Linked DNA regions of Mus musculus: region 2 is linked to region 1. Evidence: chromatin contacts called from public HiChIP or PLAC-seq data. All regions are on one chromosome and are shown on one strand. The core of a region is the stretch at or near the end of the contact, and the rest is flanking DNA. Distances in the headings are between cores, read along the strand shown. Region 1 overlaps Slc22a23 (solute carrier family 22, member 23). Region 2 has its middle 70 kb from the start of Gm40909.

Region 1 (5,666 bases), core at 2,313-4,812:
TCAGTGGTTAAGAGTACTGACTGCTCTTCCAGAGGTCCTGAGATCAATTCGCAGCAGCCATGTGATGGCTCACAACCATCTGCAATGGCCATCAATGCCCTCTCCTGGTGTGTCTGAAGACAATGGTGCTATTAGTTGTGTCCTTGAATGTTTCCCAACAACCTATGTGTTAAAGGGCTGACAGACAGAATGTCATCACCAGAGGATATGAAATCTTGCAGAGGACAGGCATAATGTGGGACGTGCCCTCAAAGCAGACTGTGGAACCCCAATCTCTTTCTCTCTGCTTTATTTCTTGGATAAGGAGAGTGGTGTTTGCTTTACCGTGTTTCCCCTCTATAATGTGCCACCATGCGCCTAACGACAGCAAAGCTGACTGATCATGGGCTGGAACCTTGAAAACTGGAACCCAAAGGAATGCATCCTCTGTGTAAGATGACTTGTTGCGGTGACAGAAAGCTAACTAACACAGATGACATCAGATGACATGAATCAACTGACATCTCCCATACTTGGTTCTCCTCTTCAGTGACCCTGTTTCTCATCCTTCCTATTGTTCATCCATTAACAGATAGTGCATCCATCACCTACTGAGTACTTGCTGCATGCCAGACTCTGAGGATAGAAAGACTGCTGTATTATTGAGACATTTAACATCATCCCTAATATACTTGTGGGTCTGATCATGGTGCAGAGGTCACTGCTGTGGAGGCACATACTAAGTGCAGTGGGGATGGGTGGAGAATCTTTTGCTCCTCCAACCTATATCATATAAGGTCACATGCATCAGAAGAGAGGAAAGGCCCAAGAACCCTCAGTCTCTCATGTATGTCTCCTGTTAATTTGTCACTGAGATCTGGAAGAGATTCTTTGCCTGCCTGGTACTCTTGACTGCTCCAAGGTGAATAGGTCATGTTAGGTGGTTCGTATGGAAGCCCACATGTGCCTGTGACCTCGGAGTTCCTCTGAGCCTTCCATGTGTCTTCTGATATTGACCATGTTAACTTTAAAGTCTTTAAAGACTATCTGTGATTGTCACCAAAATTCCCCCAAGTCTACCCAGAAGGTTTACCCGAGAGGTAAGGTGACCTAGCACCTCTTAGCTTTAGGCTCATGTCAGGGAGTTCCACCACCTGACCACAGAAAAGTCCTTCCCCAGTATCTTCTTAGAGAAAAGCAAAGTTGCATGCTAGAAAGAGATTGGGAACAATCAGTGCCTTGGATTTGGAAGGTGACGTTGCATGTGGCTTCTTCCATGTCATATGACTTGGGGCCAGATCTGGGGTCTTGAGAAACCTGTGGAAGGAAGGGTCTGCCTCTAGTGAGAAAGAGCTGTCTCCTTTTTGATAACCGTACCTCTGAGGGTTAGAAATGACAGAAGCACATTTGAGTGGCAGAGCAAGGGACAGTGGAATAACTTTGGCAAGAGGAAGAGGAGGTCAGCACTTTATGGACTTGGTGATTTGTGAGCAAACATTTCAGAACACTTATTTTATTTTCCATTAAATGTTCTCCTGGTGCAGGTATGATCTAGGAAATGCCCATAAACCCTGAACCAGAGCTGCTTGCAGCTGCAAAGCCTAGCACCAGGGTTTCACAGTCTGTGGAGTGTGTTAGATCCAGTGATTTGAGAAGACAGACTGCAGTCTCTGTCTGTCTGTCTTTCTGTCTGCCTGCCTCTCTCTCTCTCCAAATATTGGGGGGGGGGGAATTTAGGTTTGGGAAGTAGGTAAAGATCCCAGTGCTGTCTTCCATAGCCATTTACTGTCTGCTCTTCAAAATCTCCAGGAATGGCCAGGCAGTGATGACACACGACTTTAATCTCAGCACTTGGGAGGCAGAGGCAGGTGGATCTCTGAATTTGAAGTCAGAGTTCTACAGTGTTCTACAAAGCAAGTTCCAGGGCAGCCAGAGCTGCACAGAGAAACCCTATCAAAGAGAGACAGACAGAGAGAGAGAGAGAGAGACAGAGACAGAGACAGAGACAGAGAGAGAGAGAGAGAGATCTCCAGAAATGAAGGATTCTTTTTCTTAAATTCTGAGGCAGCCAATTGTCATGTGTAGTTTAGACTAAGTTGAGCACTAGCTAGTCTTAAACTCATGAACTGTGGTATTTGTCAATATTTGCATAGTAGTTATATTTACTTCCTACTTTTAAGTCCTTAAGACTTCCCACCTTATTCATCAGTTCTGTTGGAACATGGCTGATAGCCAGAGGGTCTGTGAATGACAGGAAGGTTCTTGGGTCTGTGAGACAGGCTCTCAGATGTAATGGAAATGTTACAGCCATCTGATCCCCTTCCAGATGTGTGCAACCCCCCCACACACACACACACATTTATGCAGATGTCATATGGAGGTATTCCCACCTGCTGCTCTAGCTGTTTCATTGTGTGTTTTTCCTTCTTGGCAAAAATCCCACACTTGGATTAAGGTCAGTTTGCAATCCCTTTTTTATTTTTGAACACCGGTAAGTCACACTAAGTCTCGGGCACTAAAGAAGTCTGGACATTTTCATAGGAGGTAAGAACATGACTTATAGACTCTCATGGTTCCGTTTCCCATGAGCCAGGTGAGTCCCAAATAACAAGTTCCTGATTGTCAGATGGGAAAATGAGAGTAAGGTGGAGATCATGAAGCTTGGAGAAATTGAACCTTTAAAGCAGGTGTCCTTAGTAAACATACCAGAGCAGCTGAGACTCAGGGTACACACACACACACACACACACACACACACTCTCTCTCACCCTCTCATTCTCTGTATATGTGTGTGTTCGTGTGCACTCCTAAACCATGTTTGTATTTATATTTATGTATTTCATGTGTGCCCTTATGTATCTGTGTGTGTGTGCAGATTCCCCAGTCAGTATCAGGACAAGAGACTTTATGTGTCTTCTAGAACGGTGGTTCTCTAGCTGTGGGTCACAAGCCCTTTGACAGCCCTCTATCTCCAAAAGTACATTTACATTACAGCTCTTAACAGCAGTCAAATTGCATTTATAAAGTAGCAATGAAAATAATGTTATGGTCGGGGGCCATCACCACATGAGGACCTGTATTCAAGGGTTGCACTTCTGTAGGACAAGCTCCTCTTTTCCTCACTGTTCTCTTGTGTCCTCCTGTTCTGATGTGCCTGGGATTCCTAGACTCTATAGAAGGGAGACAACAGGGTACTTCGACCTTGACTCTAATTACAGAGAGGAGCAGTTTTGCCAGTTGGGCTTCGGGCCACTATGTCCCTTGGGCATTGTTCTCTCTTGCCCTGCTTGGCTTGTCCACAGGAGGCTCTCTGGCATCCTCAAGATGCTTCTACCATCTATACTGTGTGGCCCAGGCCTTGACATCATTTCCTTCCATCCTGCTCATCTAGGGACATGCATCTCTGTCACAAATGTGTTACAACCTGCGTCTCCTGGTTATCCCCAGGGAAGCAACAAGTCTCCTTGGTGACCGTATCGGTGACAAGTAGTAGGAATGTGGCATCCGTAAGGCCCTCTGGCTTTCTTGGCATGGTGTCGGGTAGGGAGGAGACAGGGAGGAGATCCACTGTGGCTCCTGAAGTGCGCCCATCTGAGGCAGAGCCAAAAAGGGTGAAGGCTAGAGAGGTTTCCAGAGCAGCAGGGAGGGAGGAGGGCTAGGGAATGACAGAAAGGGCCTTTCATCCAGACTCTGTGCCTATACGCTGGGTTTTTGTCGGCCTAGTGCTGTGCACAGCCTGGCATTCTCTGGACACAGCCCTGGGGTGCCCAGCTCATCACCCCAGCCCCATAAAATCATGGCATGTGCCTTTCTGCCAACACTAGTGGATAACACGAGATTCCCTTTCCCCTTCCCCCCCTCTCTTCTTTTTCCACCCAAGGAGGTTAAATCACCAGGCGCTTTCTTTCCACAGTCCTCAGATTACACTGGACAAAGAGCCCCGACTAGAATGCTAATGGGGAGCTTTCTTTTCCATCAAGGGGGCCTTACAAAGGCTGGGGCTAGAGGGCCTCTCCAGCCCTCACTTTCTTTCCTGTAATTCTAGACAAATAGCATTAGCCTTTTATGAGGCCTTTGTCTGCAGGCATTCCGAGGGTACTTTTCATCTGACGCTGCTTTCTTGAATTTTAAATGGACAGTGTTCAAATCGCCCAGCCTGGCGTTACTTCTGGTAGCGAAAATGCAGGCTCCCAGCCATCAGTTGGTAAATTTAAAAAGGGATGGTTTTAGAGAACACATCTTTCTCTCCCGCCACAAATTAAATGCCTCAAAAGGAGAACAGCATTAAAAATTAAAATGCTCTTTGATGGTCCTAGATTGTTCCCCCTCTCAGTACAGACAGGGGGGTCTTCTTGCCTTCTCCCTTGCTGCCCCCATGTTCCATTTGGGCCGTCTCTGATGTGGTTTGGGGCGTCCTTTTTTCTGGGAGTCATGTCTTTTAACAAAACCACTGTTTGCGTTTCTAAAAATAACATTACTGACTTTTCTGACAGAAGTCTGAAGCACATGACAAGAACACCCCATTCTGAATCCTGTTTTACAAATTGGTCAGATGGTCCATTCCACAGCCTTTGGGGCAGGTGTTGTCACCTCTATAAAAGGCTAGAACAGAAACATTGCAGCTGTGGGGAGCCTGCTACCGCAGCTCAGTAACTCCCTTCCTTATAGCCCAGAATGACCTTAAATTCAAATCCTCCCGCCTCATCTTCTCACATGCACTGCTGTTCAGATGCAATAGCAGCCGGGACAGTCTGGAATGAAGCTAAAAGCTGTGTTCGTTCTAACAAAGCATTGTTTGTGAGGGCTAAAATCTTAATTCCATACAAGCTTCACAGCCCTTTAAAAGTGTCATGTCATTCTTAGCGCCAAGCTGGCCATGAATTGTACAAAAACAGGGCAGGGGGCAGGGGGCAGGGGTCGTTTCCTTAAGTTTCTGACCCTTCTTGACAGCAAGGTTATACAGCAGTCAGTCTACAACACATCCCAGAAGATTAAGGTTAGAGTCCACTTGATGCTTCTTGTTCGGTGTTTAAAAAACAAAAGCATTCCATGCATTGCACATAATACAGATTAAGAGTTTAATGAAGATGCACACGTGTGCCTGTGTCTCCAGTCACGATTATCATCTAGTGTCTGGAAAGAATCTTGCATCTGTGATGCTACCTCTTCCTCCGGATTGTTGAACACAGGCTTAGAAGTCTACGAAGAGTTAACACTCCCTGGTGGTGATCATCTCCATCATGTGATGGAGGAGTTAAAACCCCAGTATGGGTCCCTTCTTCAAAGGTTGTATGGGAGAGCATTAGAAGCAACAAACCTGTCCTCGTAAAGCATGCTAGAGTTCTTCCCACTTTCCCATTCAACTCATTTCTAAGTTGTTTCAAGAATTTCTCTTCTCCCCTCTCCCTTTCTATCTCCCCATACAGTGTGATATTTAAACTACTTGGTTGGTTGAATATTCAATATTCTCTGACAAACAGAAGCACAATGATATGTAGGAAGAGAGATGATGCATCCTAATATAATAAAAACAGCTTATACCAACATTGACAGGCTAACTACCAGCCAGGCTCTGAAGAGGTGCCGGGAGAGGAAAGAAAGGATATTCCTACCCTGTTTAGCACCTGCAGGGATACACTACAGATGATTCACATCAAAGAGAGAATACCCCAAATGCCAGGGGCCAC
Region 2 (5,666 bases), core at 1,526-4,025, 330 kb before region 1:
AATTTGAGATCAGGCATGGTGATACCTTCAGAAATTCTTTCATTATTCAAGATTATTTATTTAGATATCCTGGTTTTTAAAAGTGCATTTCCTTATGAAGTTGAAAATATCCTTTCACAATCTTTGAAGAATTGTGTTTGAACTTTGATGGGATTGCATTAAATCTGCAGACCACTTTTGGTAGGATGACCTTTTTTTTTTAACAGTTTTTCGAGACAGGGTTTCTTTGTATAGCCCTGGCTGTCCTGGAACTCACTTTATAGACCAGACTGGCCTCAAACTCAGAAATCTGCCTGCTTCTGCCTCCTGAGTGCTGGGATTAAAGGTGTTTGCCACCACGCCTGGCTAACCTTTTGACTATAACAAGCCTACCAATCCATGAGCACAAGAGAGCTTTTTCTGTTATCCTTTCTATTTCTTTTTTAAAACCTCTTAAAACTTTTAGCATACAAGCCTTTCCCTTGCTTGGCTATTGTGAAAGGTGATGTTTCCCTTATTTTTCCTCCCAATCCATTTGCCGGTTGTATATAGGAAGGCTACTGATTTGTGCATATTAATTTTGTGTCCATGCAGGGAACCATGGAGTTGGCTTGGCCTAGCTGCTTTGAGAGGCATGTGTCATAGATTTTTTTAGGTTAGAGTATATGGCTCCTAGGGAATTCCAGTTCCTAAGAGACCAACATGTTTCCCCAGGTGAAGCCTTTAGGCCCCTTTGTATTTCTCTGTATGTTCCCTTAGTAGTCAAGGGAGCATGGAATCTTGATAGGACAACTGGTCTTAGACATTTATATTGTATAGCCTCTGTTGTTTGCAAATATCCTTATATTCTGGAAACTACAGCTGTATTGATCCTGGCAATTGCCATTATATTCTATTTCATATAAAGGTAGAAAATGTCTGATTGCTCTTAATAAAATTGTCACAGCCTCAGTTTTTCTGGGGATCCTCCAACAGGGACTGGTTTAATTCCTTGTGGCCAGGTAACAGGATAACCTTAGCCTGGTAAATAAGTGTGGGTGCTTCCACATCCCGATACTTTGTTGAAAGTGTTTATCAGCTGTAGGAGTTTTCTGGTAGAATTTTCAGGGTCACTTGTGTATACAATCACATCATCTGCAAATAAAATTTTGATTTCTTCCTATTTGTATCCCTGTGATCTCCTTCAGTTGTCTTATTGCTCCAGCAAAGACTTCTAGTACTACAATTGAATAGGAATGAAGGAAGTGGGCAATCTTATCTCATTCCAGATTTTAGTGAGTTTGTCTCCATTTAGGTTTATGTCTCCATTTCGGCTATAAGTTTGTGTTTTTATTTTAACACATGTCCCTAGTTCTCTAATCTCTCCAGGACTTTTATCATGTAGGGGTGTTGGATTTTGTTAAAGGCCTTTTCTGTGTCTGATGAGATGATCATGTGGCTTTTATTTTTCATTCTATGTATATGGTACATTGCATTTATCAATTTACATTTGTTGAACCATCTCTGTATCTCTAGAATGAAGCCTACTTGATCGAGGTGGATGATCTTTTCGCTGTATTGTTGGATTTGATTTAAAATATTTTATAGAGAATTTTCACATTTATGTTCATAAGGAAAATTCAGCTGTAATTGTCTTTCTTTGTTGGGTCTTTAGGTGGCTTAGGTGTCTGGGTAGCAGTGACTTTGTAAGAAGAACTGGGCAATGTTTCCATACTTTTAAAACAACCTTCAAAGTACACAAAGCAATAAAGGACAAAAGTCACAATAGAATCAATCAACTGTCAGGGATAGCTGGAAGTTTTAATGAGCATGTCAGGCAGTGTTAGTCATCCTTGTTCATTTTGTTTTCCTGATGCAGGCTGTATGTTGCTATATAACCCAGGCTAGCCCCCAAATCATGATCTTCCTCCCTCAACTTAGCAGAAATGCTGGGATTACTGGTTTATATCACCAATCCTGAATAGCTGCCTTCTTACTTACTTGATAACAGAACTTTGGAAGGAGCAAGAGAATCAATTGCTCCAGGAAAGTCTTGAGCTGATATGTGGAAGAGGTTTCTATGTAGGTTTGCTAAAACTGTCAAATACCCATTCATTGTAAGAGTATTTTGTAATGAACTGGTTTCACATGGATGGTTCAATCCCTGTTCTTTCTTTCAATATGGATGAACAAGCAGAAAGTGTTGGGAGGGCTGCTCTGAGGTTGCTTATGTCTTTCAGGGCATGCAGTCTTCCATTTGAAAGCCCCGAAATACATGATTGGCATCATCAAAGCCACTTTGGGGCAAAGATCAAGGGCAAGTGGCCATGACTCTAAGAGTGTCCCTGACTTAGCTGAAGCCTCATTGCACAGTAACCAGTGAGCCAAATAATTTTTGGACAGCTAATCTAGGGCCAATTCCTTCTCATATCTCCGCATGCCAAGTTCTGCCTTCTATGTTCCACTCTTATATTTACCCACCACACCCAGTTTCATATTCAAATTTATGAAATAATAATATTCTGTGAATGTTTAAAAGTATTTTCTGGTAAGATTGGAAGATTTTAAAACATTTCTATTGAGTTGAAATAAAGCCATACATAATTTCTTAGCCATACATAACATCTTGGGGGGGCTCTCCTTTGGGGTCTTATTGAATAATTTAAAATTTATCAGGTTCATTTGCACAAGCAAAGATAATTTTTTTTGTTCTTTGTTTCAAATCTCTTCAATTTTACTCTTCACATTGCCTTTGTGCTTGAGGGAAATTTACCTCTGAGCTGTTGCCATGGTAACCAGGCAGCTGCCTTAGTGGAACAAATCTATGACATGCAAATAAGCAAATGGGGGTGAATGTGATGTACAGTGACGATATTCACCCTGTCTCTTATCAGCAATGTGTCACATTAAAAGCCATTGTGATATTTTTAAAAGACCCTGTCAGATTTAGTCACATGAAGTCTCCATTCATACAGAAAACATTTGAATCAAGTGCTATGGCTGAATGACACATGCACTCATAGTCAATTTTTCTGTTAGCTATTCTTTAAGCTGGCCCTATCCTGGCACCCACATTGCATGCTACCCCTTCTTCATTTCTATTTGGGTTTGTCTTTGTGACCAGTCCTAACAATTGGACATCCCTTCCAGGGTTAAATTGTTAAAAAGCCCACGGTGTCTATCTTTCAGTTCACACTCTATGAGAAGCTAGATGTGTGCCATAATGACTCTTCATGTAACAATATACTAAAGTCTCTGGCACAAAAGTCTGTGAAGACCTGAGGATTCCAGCTGTGGTTTAAGTGAGCTTGGCAGCAGATCTTCTAGCTGGCCATCTGTTTAACTTCAGCTTCCTTAGCAACACTGAGCCAGAGCCACTCTATAACCAAACTGCCTTAGGATCCTGACACTCAGAAAGCAGGAGATAAGAAATGCTCTTGTTTATTAAGTTGCTAATGTGTGTGGGAGTAATTTGTTATGCAGCAAGTAACGTAATATTCACTTTGTTCAGGAGATCTCCCTAGCTCTCACTGTGCTATTTCCCTGTCATCAACCTTGTGTCTCCTTGAGTTTTGACTTGGCTTGCTTGGTCTTGGCTTGCCTGGCACAGGGCACATGCTCATTAACCATGTCCTGAGTGGCTGGCTTGTGTGTCATTGTAGGATCAGATCCAGTGAGAGCAGAAAACACAGTCCATGTGGCTAACTCCCCTGAGCTTGCATCAGGCCCTTTCAAGAGGGAGGGAGGGAGGGAGGGAGGGAGGGAGGGAGGGAGGGAGGGAGGGAGGGAGGGAGGGAGGGAAATGTTCTAGGCCAGCCTGGATAACCTCGAAAGATTTCATGAAATAAAGCTGATGTTATTTTATGTGCAAGGTCCTACAGGCAACCCTCAGTAACACACACACACACACACACACACACGGTTTGGTGGAGATAAGTTCCTTGAATTCATTTACTTAATTTACCTTTTAATCCTGTTAAAGGTCCAGTCACTTCATGGAAGTGAAATTTTCTTGCTTTCCCCCCCCTCTCAATCCACAAAGATCCAATGTGATATCCAGCATAGCTACCTCTCCTCTCAGGTTCCCTAGATCACCCTGTCAGGGGGCAGTGGGTGAATGCCCAGGCTTAGACCCACCATTGGCTTCAGGCCAAGCATCCTACAACCATCAAATGCCTAGGCAAAGACTAGGCATATGATGGAGAGAAATCTCTGAAACACTGATGTAAGACCTCCTTCAGGCCAATAGGAGGGACCGTGGTAAGACCTGATTGTACAGAATAGTGTGAAATGGACACCTGTTTGTGGAGTCCAGATCCTGCTAGGACTGTGGTTCCAACTAGGTTCCAACAGTTTTCCACCCCTCTAGGATACTAGGCATGTAGGTGACACACAAACATACATGCAGGCAAACCACTGTTGTGTAATGGTTTCCTGAGTGTCCCAGATCCTAACAGATTGATTTCTGGCCCATCCAATGGCATAAGTTTTTTGTTTTTTTTTTTTTAAGAGAAGATGTTGAAAGAAAGGAAGACAGAGAGAGAGAGACAGAGAGAGAGACAGAGAGAGAGAGAGAGAGAGAGAGAGAGAGAGAGAGAGAGAGAGGAGGAAGGAATAAAAAAGAAAGGAAAAGGATGAAAAAAAGGAAGAAAGGAAAGAAAGGAAAAAGAAAAGAAAAAAGGCTTGCTTGCCTTAAAATTTAAACAAAATAATAGAGAAACAGAGAAACCTGTCTTTCAGAAATGTTTTATTTTTATTTATTTGAATCATGTGTATGTCTCTGTGTGGTTTTGTGTGTGTGAATGCAGATTTTCTAATTTCTGGAGCTATAGTTCTAGGTGGCTTTGAATCACCCAGTGCAGGTGCTGGGATCTGAACTCAGGTCCTCTACAAAAGCAGAATGCCTTCCTAACTGCAGAATCATCTCTCCAGCTCCCAGTGAGAATTTTCTAGTCCAAACCTAATAATTTTGATGAGAAAGGAGAAAAAAAATAAAGGTACCTCAAGGGATGAAATTGAACATGAATGAAGATCCAATACAATGCAGGATCTAAGGCTGAATCTTGGAATGAGAAAGGGGAGAAATGATGAGTCCTGAATGGCCTGGGTTAAGTTAGTACTAATGTACCAGTGCTCATGTCTTAGCTTTATTAAATGTGCACGGAGGTCAGCAAGCTCAGCCAAGCAGGACGCATCTGCACTGTTTAAAATAAAAGAACAGAGTAGGAACGGTGAAGGGCATTGTTGGTGTAGGTAGGTAGGCAGCCATGAGCAAGAATGAGATGGTGCCCTGTGCAACTATCCCTTCAGCAGCTAGGTTCATCTTGACCCAATGGACAAAGGACAGGATGTGAGGTAACCAAGCAAACTACAGCTGCGTGTTGGTAGTTTTGTTTCCTGATGGTTAAAGTGTTCCTTTGTGGATTGATATCTTTGAAGCCGCAGTTAACTTTTCCTCTCCTTTTATCAGAAAATAAGGGCACTTTTCCCACCACCAAGCGGTGCCACCAATAAACATCCTGATAAGCAGGGAAGAGAAACACACACACACACACACACACACACACACACACACACACATCTCAACACACACACACCACACACCCAAATCTCATCTGGGCGTTTTTTTGACCTGAGAACAGCCACAGTGGGCTGAAACAAAGATGGTCCTCAGGAAGATGAACAGTGACTTTACCAAAGGGGAAGGA

What was found. HiChIP or PLAC-seq counts read pairs in DNA pulled down with a chosen protein or histone mark.
Region 2: a contact with region 1 is called in an H3K4me3 HiChIP or PLAC-seq map of embryonic basal ganglia, with 2.4 times the contacts expected there. The contact joins two enhancer-like sites.

What each region holds. Positions count from the first base shown.
Region 1 is chr13:34,247,372-34,253,037 of GRCm38.p6, reverse strand. All of the region lies in intron 3 of Slc22a23 (solute carrier family 22, member 23), which reads left to right. Among named protein-coding and RNA genes, the nearest start is that of Gm52037, 52 kb to the right of the region's middle. Within about 2 kb of position 3,562, at least 118 of the 459 cell types and tissues checked have an H3K27ac peak or open chromatin away from gene starts, as enhancers often do. A contact at or near this core is called in embryonic basal ganglia, where this site is marked.
Region 2 is chr13:34,573,235-34,578,900 of GRCm38.p6, reverse strand. No RefSeq gene overlaps it. Among named protein-coding and RNA genes, the nearest start is that of Gm40909, 70 kb to the right of the region's middle. Within about 2 kb of position 2,775, at least 38 of the 459 cell types and tissues checked have an H3K27ac peak or open chromatin away from gene starts, as enhancers often do. A contact at or near this core is called in embryonic basal ganglia, where this site is marked.